2 separate regions of the Mus musculus genome follow, and region 2 is linked to region 1. A link is a contact called in public HiChIP or PLAC-seq data. All regions are on one chromosome and are shown on one strand. The core of a region is the stretch at or near the end of the contact, and the rest is flanking DNA. Distances in the headings are between cores, read along the strand shown.

Region 1 (6,741 bases), core at 1,562-4,061:
TTTAACTTTTTTTTTGGTACAAGGACTTGAGTGGGGGAGGTTTACTGGAATGTTTGAAGCTGGTGGGTTTAACTGAAAATCACGGCTAACACGTGTGCACTCGAGTGGGCGGACGGGTGGCAGCTGTTTACCAAGATCGGGCCGGCTTTGGGACCCACAGGGCTGGTGGAAGGGGAACGGGGAATTAACAGTTCTGTTTTGTAGACCTGAGCAAACAAGGGGCAGTATCTAGTAAGATGACTGCTAGTCATATTCAGAATTCTCTGCAAAGTCTGAGAGAGGCAGAGGGCTAGCAACATGCAAGGATTCTGGGCTGGAGACACCAGCCAGATGAGAGCATCCTTAGAGAGCAGGCAGGAAGGCTAACATGAAGGATGTGCTACGACAGAACCCAGGACAGAAGGAAGCAGGCTCACACAGCACTACACATGCTTCCATAAGAAAGAGGCTTAAAAGATGATACTGCTGGCTACAGGAAATGCTGGGGTAGTGGGAGAGGGCTGAGCAAGATACAGGCAGAAAACGATCCATTTTTCTTTCACTAAACAAAAGATGATGAGCTTGAGGAGACCCCTCCAGCACATGTGGAAGAAAGTCTGGCTAGAAAGAACTGAGGAGACAATGGCAAGGAGTGAGTAGAACTCCCCCCTCCCTCCCCTAGAAGTGTAATACAGTGGGGAGAAATAAATTAGTATAGGTGAGCTAGAGAGGGTATTGTTTGTTTTCTCAAAGATGGGTGGCAGACTTCAAAGCAGGTTACCGACCAAAGGAAATGAAGAGAACAGAGAGATGACAGGACGATACAGGACGTGTGGATATTATTAGAGGAAGGCCTGTGAAGAGGCAAGGGGACGGATCCACGTGAGGGTGTCAGTGTGACGGACATCGGGAAGATGCTGCCACTGCTGAGCAGAGCATGGGGAGCAAGGAAAACACCTGCTCCTGGGTTTTAAATGAGAGAAGTAGCAAATTATTTCAGATAATGTATCAAGGACTATCAGGAGAATTCTGCAGAGTCCTGTGGGCGTGGCTGCTTAGGGCACAAGGGCAACCAGCCAAGGTCAAGCACAGTTAGCTCCATGAAGAGAACAGACAACCACAATCCATAGAAGGCTCCAAATGTATAACCTTTCTATGTCTGCATCCACCTAGGTGGGAAGAAAAAGGTAGCCTGAAACTGATCAGCTGAACAGGTAAGACAGAGTAACAGTACCATCTTATACTGGAGCAGAGAGAATCAAAACCGATTATATCAAGTCCAATGTGAAGAGGATTACCTCTTCACAATGGTGGTAAGCAAGATTATGTCTGGAGTGTAGGAGATCCCTTAGGGCGTCTCTTAGTACTACCATGTCCTGTGATTAAAGTCAATGGGAAACTACAACAGCCTAATCCAAGCAGGATGACAAAGGACGCAGACCCATCAGGAATGAAGGTATGGGTCAATCCTCCAGGAAAAGAGCCAAGACCTGCTGAGGTGCTGGCTGAAGGTGACTCTTGTAAGGAATATCGACGACTGCATCTCAATTGTTGCTTCTAACTTAGGAGAGGAGGAGGAGGAGGAGGGAGAGGAGGGGGAGGAGGAGGAGGAGGAGGAGGAGGGGGAGGAGGAGGAGGAGGAGGAGGTGGTGGTGGTGGTGGTGGTTTACTAGAGTGTTTGATGCAGGTATATTTGGCTGAGAATCAAGGATAATCCATTCCACATACAACTAGGAACTGTGCGACTATGGATGTATATATGTGTACATGCCTGTGTGGCGGTGGGGGTGGGTGGGTATAACAGTTAAGGTGACTTCCCTATATAGGACAGAAGGACACAGACTGAAGAGTATATGGCAATGTGTTCATGTGCATCCTTCTTCACTGTTTCAGTTTTGAAGGAGAAGGTGATCCCTCAGTGACCTTCAAACTTTCGATCCTTCCATCTAAAGTCAGACTTAAATACACGTTCCCATATCCCATGTGCCAGGCACTGTGGGAAGGTACAAAGCACACAGGATGGGTCGGGCAGGATGCCTTTCCCTGGTTCTTGACCTTAAAGGACTCAAGAGTTTGGTAGGGATGACTAATAATCAGACACACCCAGTGTATTACATATTAGATGGCAGTGGAGGGGACACTAGGAGAGTATACACAAAGAAATAGACTCCAAACTCACAGGGCTGGGATGGGTGAAGAAATTCCAATATACTCATTTTTGGTATCTCAATCTTGATACTCTTCTTATATAGTGTTGTAGGTGGAGGTAAAATATGCTAGAGACTAAAAAGACTAGAAACAAGAGCTAACAACGTGACATACCATTTTTAAGAAAAATGAAAGATTCTCTGCTTCAAACATTAAGAACCAAAGATAGGAAAAAGGATCAACTTAGAACCAGATCACAAGGAGAGTTCTAGGTCTACTGGAGAAGTCTAAGCTTCATTTCAAAAGCAATGCTAAACAATAGGTGGCTTTAAGACCAGAAACAGGACAGGCAGAGACACCAATTATTACCCCAGCTCAATTTTTGAAAGACAAGACAGTAGATCCTACCCACAGGGCACAAAGAAAAAGACACCGTGGGTAAAAAGAAAGAAGAATTCCTAAGGCTTAACGACTACACCAGAATGGGTTTAAAAAATTCACATAGAAATCAAAGCCATTCAAGTTTCTAACTTGGCAGCCACACAGGTGACAGTTTCAGCAGAAAGGTTTAGAGAGGTTCAGGAACGGAGTTGTAGGAAAAGAATGAGGAACTGGGCTCCACCCTCAAGGCGAAGGAGAATCCTGGGCAGGAACTGTTCATATGGGAACTATGAACACCCAGGTGATGGCCTGTGATATCATCAATAGGCTTTTGGATGGCACTGCCCAGAAGGCTGTACCAACCACCAGAAACCCGCAGACCAGGAAAGTACGGGGGAGGAGGAACATGCAGAAGCAAGAAGGAGAACTCCAGGAATATGTTCAGAAGACAGAAAGGGAATTCGATCTACTGTCACCTAACAATGAAACTTAGAAGCATAATAGAAAGCCAATGACATGTTACTTCAGGTTCAAGTATGACTTTTAAAGTTATATGCTTGCTACGGAGTTGGACAACTAATTAACACAGCTTAAAAAAAAAATCTATAAGCAATGAAAACAAGTGACCAGAGAAAGCATTCAATGCTCTACTGCAGGGGCAAGCAACCCTTTTCTCGGACCAGGCTGTGCGGGAGCGACATGGAACTCAGAAGCACAAGACCGTACATGCTAACACACCACAGCCATGCAAACATTGGTGCTAATCTGCAAAACCGAGCCCAAACCACAGGGCATGAGAGCATTTTTTTTTTAAGAGCCCCTAAGTCACTAATGATTTATCCCTAGGGAAAGGTCGATTTTCTCTAAGACTTAAACTGTATCACCACATGGAGACAAGGTCAAAGTACACAGGTGCCAGAGACTTACTTCTAGGGAGAGCAAATATCAGCTGCCACTTAAAACATGGAAACTAGGCAACCAATGACAACAGCTGCTATGCCTCTCCTGCCTCCCATCATGCACCGCCACTGTTCCTAATGACGTCTTTAGCTTCCCCTGTTGGTTTTTACTTTAGCCCCTCTTTTGCCTCATTTTGATAATCATCACTTAGAAAGCTCCGCTTCACCTGACTTCTTCCCTCTGTGGCGCACGAAGCCACGCCCGGTAACTCAGCATCTGTCTTTAATTTGTATTAATTCACTTTTATACCTTGTTTGGTGCAGTATTACGACATAACAAATATGATACGGGAGCTAGAGGCATGCATCCAGAAGCCTGCAGCAGAGTCTTCTCTGCCACCCAGCACAAAGCACAAGAAAGATAACGGGGGTAAGGTAGAAAAGATACCCGAAGCCACCGTGAAAGTTAGCGGACCGAGAAATGGGATTTAGAGCAGGAATAATAGACTCGATAGAGGAAAGTAAAACACGAGAGAAGAACAGTTTAAAAGAATTTTAGGTGTTAGGATGTTATAAACAGATTATTTTAGCACAAAGCTCCGAGGAACGTGAGATACATGCTTGTTCTAAAACATACCGCAAAAATATGACATTCCAAGTCTCACCTTCATTTTACCCTGAACTTTTAATTTCAATCCCCCTCTCAGGAATTATGACAGTTAATCAGAAGGATGGGAAAATTTCATCTGGCCCAAACATGTTCTACTGGTCTACAAATAACTACTTGTAGTATTCCTGAGAACGGACTCAAATGGTACCTTTTTAGAGACCACGTGGTAAGCTGGTAGGAAAAATGGGGAAGCAAGAAACCCAGCTTCCTGGACAGAAGGACATGCTTCTAAGGGCCTCAGTGTGAGAGGAACTCCACAGCCTGGCTACTGAATGCCTCCCAAAGGGCCCTTCCCTGAGTTTCCTGGCCATGTACTCTTGCTAATAGTTACTGCTTCCTTCCAGCCCCAGGCCAATGGGCCAAGTGATCATGATAAAAATCTCTAAAACCTTTTCTTCCTTCCAGCATTGATTATTTCAGGCATTTTGTTACTGACAGAGTTGACACACAAGACCATTTATCCACCATTTAACTCCAAAAATAAGTCTGTTTTTCCACCGAGGGGAAAAATTAAGAGACAAGAACAAAGCAGCTCTTTCTCGGTCTCTCAACCCTGCTGTAAGGTATACGGGCTGAGCTTTTACAAAAAGCAGCCCCTGTGCCAGTTAAAAGCATTGTCTCAGAGATACCACAGCTGAAGTGTCGCTTTGGGCAAGCTGTTTAACCTTCTTTTTGCCCATACAATAGGACGAAGGAGTTTTAAGGATAAAATGGACTTACATTTGTAAGGAAGTACCAATCTAGCACAACAAAGTTATGTAATGTAAGTGTTAGTGTTTTTGTTGTTGCTGTTCCTAAGAAAAACCTTGAGCTGCTCCTTCAGACGACCCAGACTAAGGCAGGCGACTCCAGCATGAGTTCTCTTCTCCACTCATTGTCCTCTTAAGCCTAATACGCTACCACAGTGTATTTAATTTAGACACTATACATTTAACATGGTGAACTGTCCCGCTCCTCTGAGAATAAAGTACAGATCTTTGTTTTACTCATGGATATATGCCCAGGGCCTAAAAAGTACCTGTCACAGAGCAGACACTTTCTAATATTATACTTGAGCAATTTTAAGGCACATATATATTATGGTAAAATTTCTGAGTGCCAGATGTAACTTAATTTTTAAAAAATTTTTTATTAAGATATTTTCTTCATTTACATTTCAAATGCTATTCCTAAAGTCCCCTATACCCTCCCTCCCCAACTCCGCTTCCTGGCCCTGGCATTTCCCTGTACTGGGGCATATGATTTCACAATACCAAGGGCCTCTCCTTCCATTGATGGCTGACTAGGCCATCCTCTGCTACATATGCAACTAGAAACACAGTTTTGTGGGGTACTGGTTAGTTCATATTGTTGATCCTCATAGGGCTGCAGACCCCTTTAGCTCCTTGGGTACTTTCTCTAGCTTCTTCTTTAGGGGCCCTGTGTTCCATTTTATACTCAGAATTTCCTGCAACAATTGCCAATACCCTTCCATCTCAGGGAGATATATGGAATCTATGAAACACACAAAGCACCAAGTCAGCTCAAAGGCCGTGTCGGGGAGTGACTCATAAACAAATGCACTGAAGGGACAGGGGATACCTTTAGTTTCAGCAATAAAACCCATGTAGTGTGAAGAACCACTTCAGTTCTCACGGCCCCTGAATAAAGATTACTCTAACAAAAAGGCATGTATTTACTGTCTAGACACAGTAGTATGTAGGGGCCACACAAACCCAGCTGCTTAGTTGATCCTAATTCACCTGGTTGATCAGTGACACAATGTTAAGATCTTGGAGTGAAATATTCCTAATAAGTGAAAGCTATGAAGAGTCACTGGGAAATATTTCTATGAAGTTTGCTGCCATTTTCACTGTGTAACAATAAACACAAATATGCTTACAATAGAATGTTTTGGAATCTTTTAAAAGAGTATTTCAAGATGAAAAATTATTTGTATATGAACTATCACGATCAATTTATACACATTTTAGGAGACATTAATTCTCAGTGTCATGAAGAGGGAAAAACAGTGCGTAATTTCACTTACTGCCTCAAAGCACACACAATAAAGGGAAAATAACTGTTAAATCAGTTCTCCAGAGACCATTCATGGCTTCTACCATGTTGTCAAGAGTAAATAATCTCTTCTTCCCAGAATTTCTAGAAGCAAAATTTCCAATTAATTCATTAACTAATTAAAAAACAATGAAACATACTACTCAAAATAAAGGAATATGTACTACAAATTAACGAGAAATCACACTCACAAAAGATGACAAGACAGTAGGAGAAGTATATCCAACAATTAGAAAACAAAGACTCTAGTCACTCACAGCAACAAAATACAGAAATATGGCTGTGTGAAGGGCAGTCAGTCATATATCTGAAACTGAAGTTCAATACACACCTTCTGCAGTACTGGACATCCAACCTATGGATTATGTATATTAGGTAAGTGCTCTGCTAATGGGCTACAACCCTAACCAATCAGCATTCCTTTTATGAATAAATATACGTGATTAATGTTAATATTTCTTATTAATTTGGTGATCATGAAGCAATCATCAGTTGGGTTTTAGATGAAATACAATACACATGAGTAAAGAAAACGAAAAGAGCACATTAAGCTATACATCTAGCACGTCAAAAAGTAGGGTAATCTCAAAGTACGTTTGCATAATG
Region 2 (6,741 bases), core at 3,137-5,636, 110 kb before region 1:
TTATTAATTAATCTAGTCACAGAATGTAATTAAACTACCCAAGATCTTCCTAGACACTAAAGAAAAGGTGAAGACAGACAAATATATGACAGCTACTTCATAGGATAGAAATTGCATAGATGCCAAGCACATAAGGAAAACAAAACAAAACAACAACAACAACAAACGTGTACCAAAGTTTAGGAAGACCTGGTTAGAAGCAGCATTTTAGTGGAAGGCTTTAAATAGAGAGTGAATTGGAGCTAGGTAGAGGGAAAGTAGGTTATGTAGGAATTGAACAAGAGACAGTAGGGCCTGCCTGCTGGAGGCATTCTGGAGAGAATCCTAAGATATACACAGTATGCTTACATTGTGCAAACTTCAGTAATTGGTTTATTGCTCACAGGGTATTGGGGAGGTAGGAGAGAGAAAAGACTTAGGTCAAAGATTTTGCATACAGTATCAGTAGAACCCAACAGGAACCAGAAAATAAAGCATACTCAGACTGGCTAGTGGGAAGAGCATGACCCATGGGCTATTTACAAAGAAGGGCACAGCCAGGACTAAGGGACACAAGGCTGAAGACAGAACTTCCACCGCGAGGCTAGCTAGCCTCATCAGGAAGTCATTTCTGTGTCCAGGGAGCTGACACCAAGGAGCTGGGCATGGTAGAACATGCGGGTTTGCATGGGAGCAGCTGTGGGGTTGGGTAGAGGAGCACTGCCCACCTACCCCTAACAGCCCGGCTTGGAGGAGTTGAGAGAAACAGTATCTCAACGATGCATCTCGGGTGACTTTTACTGGTTAAAATCAAGCTAAGTGGTGGTGGCAAAGGAAGGTCATCAGCCTGGGGTCCAGAACAAAGCAGAAAGAAATGGAAATAGATCTCGAAGGACAAACAGAACACAAGAGGAGGGACCAACCTTTGGAGGGACAAATAAAACCACAGCACAGATCTTGTGAGCGGTAATGTAGCAGAGGTTTTGAGCCCCGCTGTCCTCTAGAGGGCGCTCCCGGACTTCACTCCTTCAGGAGGCGAACCTAGATTGCCATGGGCGCAAGGAAGGAGCTTTTGCCTAGGCAATGGAGTCTGGCGGAAAAGAATAAAGGGATTGGGGTCTGGGATAGAGATCTTCCCCCTTCGCACTTATATTCACCACACCGGGACTGATGTGCAGCAAACAAAGCCAGAACTAAGTATCTGCTGTTTGCTAAGTTCCTGATTTCCGCTAAGTCATTGAAGCAGGTAGAAAATAATTACATTACAGAGATGAAGCGAGCCTGCATTCAAACCGCGCGCGCGCATACGGTTGTGCCCTGTACTATCTCGCTCCCATGCTACTGGGTTAGTCATTCGGGCCAAAGATTTCCCTGTCTTCAAGGGCTTAATAAAGTCAGGGCTGTGTCTGTAGAAAATAGAAAATACATCTAACAAGAACAAAAAATGTACAAAGAGCCAAGAGAAGAGTACCCGGCAGATTGTTCATGTTGCAGGGGTGTGTGCTGTATTTCTTCTGACACATGGCCAGTCTTTGGCACTCTTACAGCAGGAGACAGAGCACGCAAATCTGGGGCTTATTCAAGCCCAAGGGAACCCGGAAGGCTAGCCACAAATATGTCAGCAATGGCCAAGGCTGTAGGAGCAAGAGAGGTTCTGGAAGGTTCACTTGGTCCAATTCAGTTTCTGACTTTGAGACCAAAGTTCTAATTCAAGAGTGTCAGAGAGTCTCTCACTGGGTGTTCTAACGGATGGATTGATAGTGGGTACCTGACCCATATGCTAAAAGAGACTCTCGGATTGCAAGGATGGACTTAAAGAATGCTGCGACAAATGACATCAGCCATTGACTGTGGATGAATAGGGGAGGAATCTGGTGCCAGACCAGCATTCTTTTACTTAAAATAGTCCCTCCACTGCAATAGCAGGGCAGGACTACAAGGTCCTGATAATAGCTACGGATTAAGGTAGCAGTTCCAGTTTGTTCCAGTTTTAGCACTGATCGACTGCGTCCTAGAAAATCCCTTAACTTTGGTGCCCATGAGCCAATGTCATAAGATTTTTCTCACTGATAATGGAAAAAAAAAAAGAAGTCCAATCAATAATGATCATTGTTTTTGCCTTGGACGGTTTCAGGATGTGAACATGCGTTTTATTCTGGCCTGTTCAGACTTCTCCGTATTCCCACAGTAACTGACCTCTACCCTCCTCTCGGCAGCTTTACCTGCTGACCTATGAAGTATTGGAAAGGAGCCCTCAAAGTGCCTAGCTGAAGAGCATTCCACACAGGGACAACTTACACAGCTGTGGGCACTGTTAGCACAGAAGTGACACGTGCCGAGGTATCGCTTAGGCCTAAGTCCTGACCTCTGGGGTGCCATGCTAGCTGTAACACTGCCTGCCCCATGGCAAGGCAAAGATGACAGAAGAGGAGGGCATCAGAATACCCAGCCTTGCTCTCCTCTGCTCTCTGGCCCCGTGCCAGGGTCTCCTGGCAGAGAATGAGCAAAAGCAAGTGCAACAGCGGCCCTAGTGGAGGTCAGCGTCCCAGGCCACAGAGCTCGACAGGACAATGCAGAGAACATGGCTAAGAATAACGATTTCAGGCTAAGCTGTCGTTCCTCAGCCGCCATTCTGGTCCCTCTTTTAGCTCCAGAAACACAGGTCCTAAATACAAGGCAAATGGCTTCATCATCTCCCAACCCTGATGGGGATGGAGGCCAATCAGATTCGTTTTTGGAACCTGAACTGCACTATCAGTCGTTAGCAGGGCATAAGGCAGCAAGAGAGGGAAGGAAACAGCGAAAATAAAATAACCCACCAAAGGCCCACATCTGGGCAGGTCTAATCCAATAGTCATGGATTCCTGACCCTGGCCCTCCATCCCCAGGAATCTCCATTGGTTCTGCAGTTGCCTGTTCACTGTGTGTATTGGGCTCCCAGTATAATGAGTTTAAATAGTGCTGCTCTTATTTTGTAGCAACACTTCCCATTTCTCCTTAAGAAAAGGCAAACACATTGGCATACTCAGACACACCATCGTTTGCCCTTGATCAAGGGGATGAACAGCCTCGTGTTTGCTGGTGGAGACTCTCCACATTATACAAGGACTTCAGACCACAAGGTGAGTGTTCCAAGAAGGAAACAACGCTCTCCAAGTGAAATATTAAGGGTAATGGTGAGAGGAATTGCTCCCATCCATACTCATGTCTGGGTTTCCAGAGTCTATATTGGCTGTTGATCTGACCACTTCAGAAGACAGGCTGTCTTCATCAGGGTTTCTATTTCTGCACAAAACATCATGACCAAGAAGCAAGTTGGGGAGGAAAGGGTTTATTCAGCTTACACTTCCCACATTGCTGTTGATCACCAAAGGAAGTCAAGACTGGAACTCAAGCAGGTCAGGAAGCAGGAGCTTCAGACTGCTGTAACAAAATGCCACAAGCTACATGGCTTATGGGTGCAGAAACATACTTTTCACAGTTCAAGAAGGCAAGAGATTCTGAGCTTAATGAGATTCTATATTCCCTGGCTCACAGATAATACAGCTGGTCACCTTGAGTGTTGGGAGGCTCTCTGTTGTCATACCACTAATTCTGTGAGGGCAATGCCTCCCTGAACTAATCATATTCCGAGAGTTCCACCTCTAATGCCGCCATGCTGGTGATTAAGTTTCAGCCTAAGAGTCTTGAGTCTAGGGCTAAAGAGATGGCTCAGTGGTTAAGAGCATTGGCTGCTCTTCCAGAGGTCCTGAGTTCAATTCCCAGAAACCACTTGGTGGCTCACAACCACCTATAAGGGAATCTGATGACCTCTTCTGGCCTGTAGATATATATGCAGCAGAACACTCATACATTAAATAAATAAAATTTAAGAGAGAGAGAGAGAGAGAGAGAGAGAGAGAGAGAGAGAGAGAGAGAGAGAGTCAGAGTCTTGAGTCTACAACCGTTCAGAATATGGAAGCTGGGAGAGAGACTCACTGACAGCAAGTCAAGAGACCATCATAGCTGCCACCTTCTTTAGCCTTCTGTATACATGTCCTCTGGGAGACCAGTAGGAGCTTCAAACAGCCTTTTAGAAGGTTATCCCCTTGCTTTTAGATGATCTTGATAGCAATCTTCCAAGCCTTGGATAAACCGACCAACTCACTAGCCACGCTCTGTAAATGTCCCTATCTCAGGAAACCACAAATTATCTCCTATGTGACTAACCATAACCCTTGTTCATGATAAGGGTTCCTTCTGACTTTCAGGACCAACCCAGAAAGATAGCTTCTGAAATCCGGCAGTGCCCCCTTCTTCCTCATTAAGTGGTCATGGGAAATTCCCCATGACATCAGAGTCATAATTGGAGGGAAAGTTGGGAAGCGGCAAGAAGCCTGAGTCATCTGCTTATGCAAAGAAGTGCCGAAAATAGAGCGGGAGAGGTGAGGAGAGGCGGAGCAACAGCTCGCCCACACATGCGCAGTTCCTTACCCTTAAGTTAGTGTGAAATGATTCCTTAGCGAGCATGCAGTTCCTTACCCTTAAGTTAAAGTGAAATGATTTCTTAGCGAGCCTCCTTTTCACTGTGAGAAAAATCCTCATGAACACAAAAGCTTCAACTTTTTAAAAAAAGATGCTAACAAGGCAATGAGAGATTATCTTAGCATATCTTGACACATTTAAGATAAATATCTTACAGTCTTTATTAAATAAACCAGAAGTCGAGAAGTAGACATATCTAAGATCTGTGTCTAACTGATTTTTCCTAAGAAGTCTTTAATATTTGTGTGTGTGCTCGCGTGCTCATGATCGCTCACACGTTTTCTCCCTGAGAAGTCATAGGAGTGGCTTTATTTTGTGAAATTACAAGTTTTATGCTTACGATATGTATGATTTTGTATATAAGTATTCCATATGACCCAATGAAATGTATTCTCTGTATATGATGACCTTTCTTTAAATATTTCCATAAAACAGAAACTAGATGAGAAAATTTCATGGCATACTGCACAAGGTACTGCATTCTTGCAGCTGAATCACCCAGTCTACCAGAGCTATTTGCTGACTGCTTAGAACACAAGGACTTGCCTTAAATACCACCTACCTATACAGCAGGGAGAGTGAGATATAAAAGCAATAATCCATTCACTAACCAATTATTCACATGGCTAGAGGAGATGACTTGGTCATTAACAGCACTGTCTGCTCTTCCAAAGGTCCTGAGTTCAATTCCCAGCACTCACATGGTGGCTCATAGCTAACTGTCCTGGGATCTGATGCGCTCTTCAGGCATGCAGGAGCACACAGACACACACAAACACACACACAGATAAATAAATGGATCTTTAAAAAACCAAAAATGTATTCACTAAACACCTACGATATGTTAGACAACCATCTAGACAGTTGAGATTCCATGAGTGAGCAATAAGAGACAGAACCCCTCGTCATGTGGAGCTGATTCCTTGTGAAAGGAGACTGTCAATTAACAGCAACCAACAAGCACATTACAAAGTACATTAGAAGGGAATAATAGCTAGTCAGGAAAATAAAGCAGGTAAAAGAGATACAGGGGGCTCTGGGGAGACGGTTGTAGTTTTAAGATGTCTGGCAGCAGTCACCTAGAAAGTGGTCCTTAGGCAAAGCTCTGATAGAGAGGAAATGAACCGTGGCATGGCCGGAGAAGAACAAATGTGGAGGCAGGGGACCAAGGTTCAGGCAAATGGGTTAGTATGGTTAGGGTAAGTCAGCAAGGGGCGTGGAATCGATATGATGTCAGATGCCCAATAAAGGAGAAGACAATTGTAGGCTGTTGTAACAATTCAGTTTTTTATTTTCAGCTCATGTGTCTGAACACTTGATCTCCAGCTGATGGTACTATTTCAGAAGGCGATGGATCCTTTAGGGGGTGGAGCTTTGCTGCAGGAAGTGGGTCACTAGTGTGGGACACTGAGGTTGTATAGTACGGTATCACTTCCTGCCTTCTCTCTGCTTCCTGACTCGATGTGATCAGCTGCCTCCCGTTTCTGCTGCCATCCCTGCCATGCTGTGATGGAATGAATTTCTTCTTAAACTGCAAACCAGAATAAGTCCTCCTTCCTGTAAGTGGATTTGTGTCAGGTATTGACAAAAAGTAATGAGAAAAGCTGCTAATAAAGTCATCAAGGCAGGAATCTGAGAAAAGGAGTGGTATGAAATGATGTAACCATTGAAGTATACACTAGCCATTGAAGGATGCACTATCCATTGAAGAATGCACTTATCCATTGAAGGATATACATATCCATTGAAGGATACACATATCCATTGAAGGATACACATATCCATTGAAGGATACACTATCCATTGTAGGATGCACTATCCATTGAAGGATGCACTTATCCATTGAAGGATACACATATCCATTGAAGGATACACATATCCATTGTAGGATACACTATCCATTGAAGGATACACATATCCACTGAAGGATGCACTTATCCATTGTAGGATGTACTATCCATTGAAGGATGCACTTATCCATTGAAGGATGCTTGTGTCCATTGAAGGATACATGATCCAAGGAGGGAAAATTTTTAAACAGACCCCCAGAGGAGCAAGACAGTCTGGACAAGAGGCTGATTTTTATTATTTTTCAAGATTTAAAATTTTGATTTTATGTTTATGAATACTTTGCCTGCATGTATGTATGTGCCCATGGTGGCCAGAAAAGGGCATCAGATACCTTAGCACTGGAGTTACAGATGGTTATGATCCGTCTTGTGGGCGCTGAGAATTTCA

Evidence for each region. HiChIP or PLAC-seq counts read pairs in DNA pulled down with a chosen protein or histone mark.
Region 2: an HNF4G HiChIP or PLAC-seq map of pancreatic cancer cells shows a contact between it and region 1. The contact joins two enhancer-like sites. A contact is called at or near these places in 1 of 15 datasets of contacts at CTCF or cohesin (the NIH/3T3 cell line), 1 of 484 Hi-C or Micro-C datasets (Th1 cells), 2 of 115 datasets of contacts at active chromatin or transcription factors (bone marrow-derived dendritic cells and pancreatic cancer cells) and 2 of 9 other capture datasets (adipose tissue and pancreatic islet).

What each region holds. Positions count from the first base shown.
Region 1 is chr10:98,970,116-98,976,856 of GRCm38.p6, reverse strand. The region is part of intron 2 of Atp2b1 (ATPase, Ca++ transporting, plasma membrane 1); the gene reads right to left. Among named protein-coding and RNA genes, the nearest start is that of Atp2b1, 58 kb to the right of the region's middle. Within about 2 kb of position 2,811, at least 37 of the 459 cell types and tissues checked have an H3K27ac peak or open chromatin away from gene starts, as enhancers often do. A contact at or near this core is called in pancreatic cancer cells, where this site is marked.
Region 2 is chr10:99,079,351-99,086,091 of GRCm38.p6, reverse strand. It overlaps the pseudogene Gm51755. Among named protein-coding and RNA genes, the nearest start is that of Poc1b, 24 kb to the left of the region's middle. Within about 2 kb of position 4,386, at least 52 of the 459 cell types and tissues checked have an H3K27ac peak or open chromatin away from gene starts, as enhancers often do. A contact at or near this core is called in pancreatic cancer cells, where this site is marked.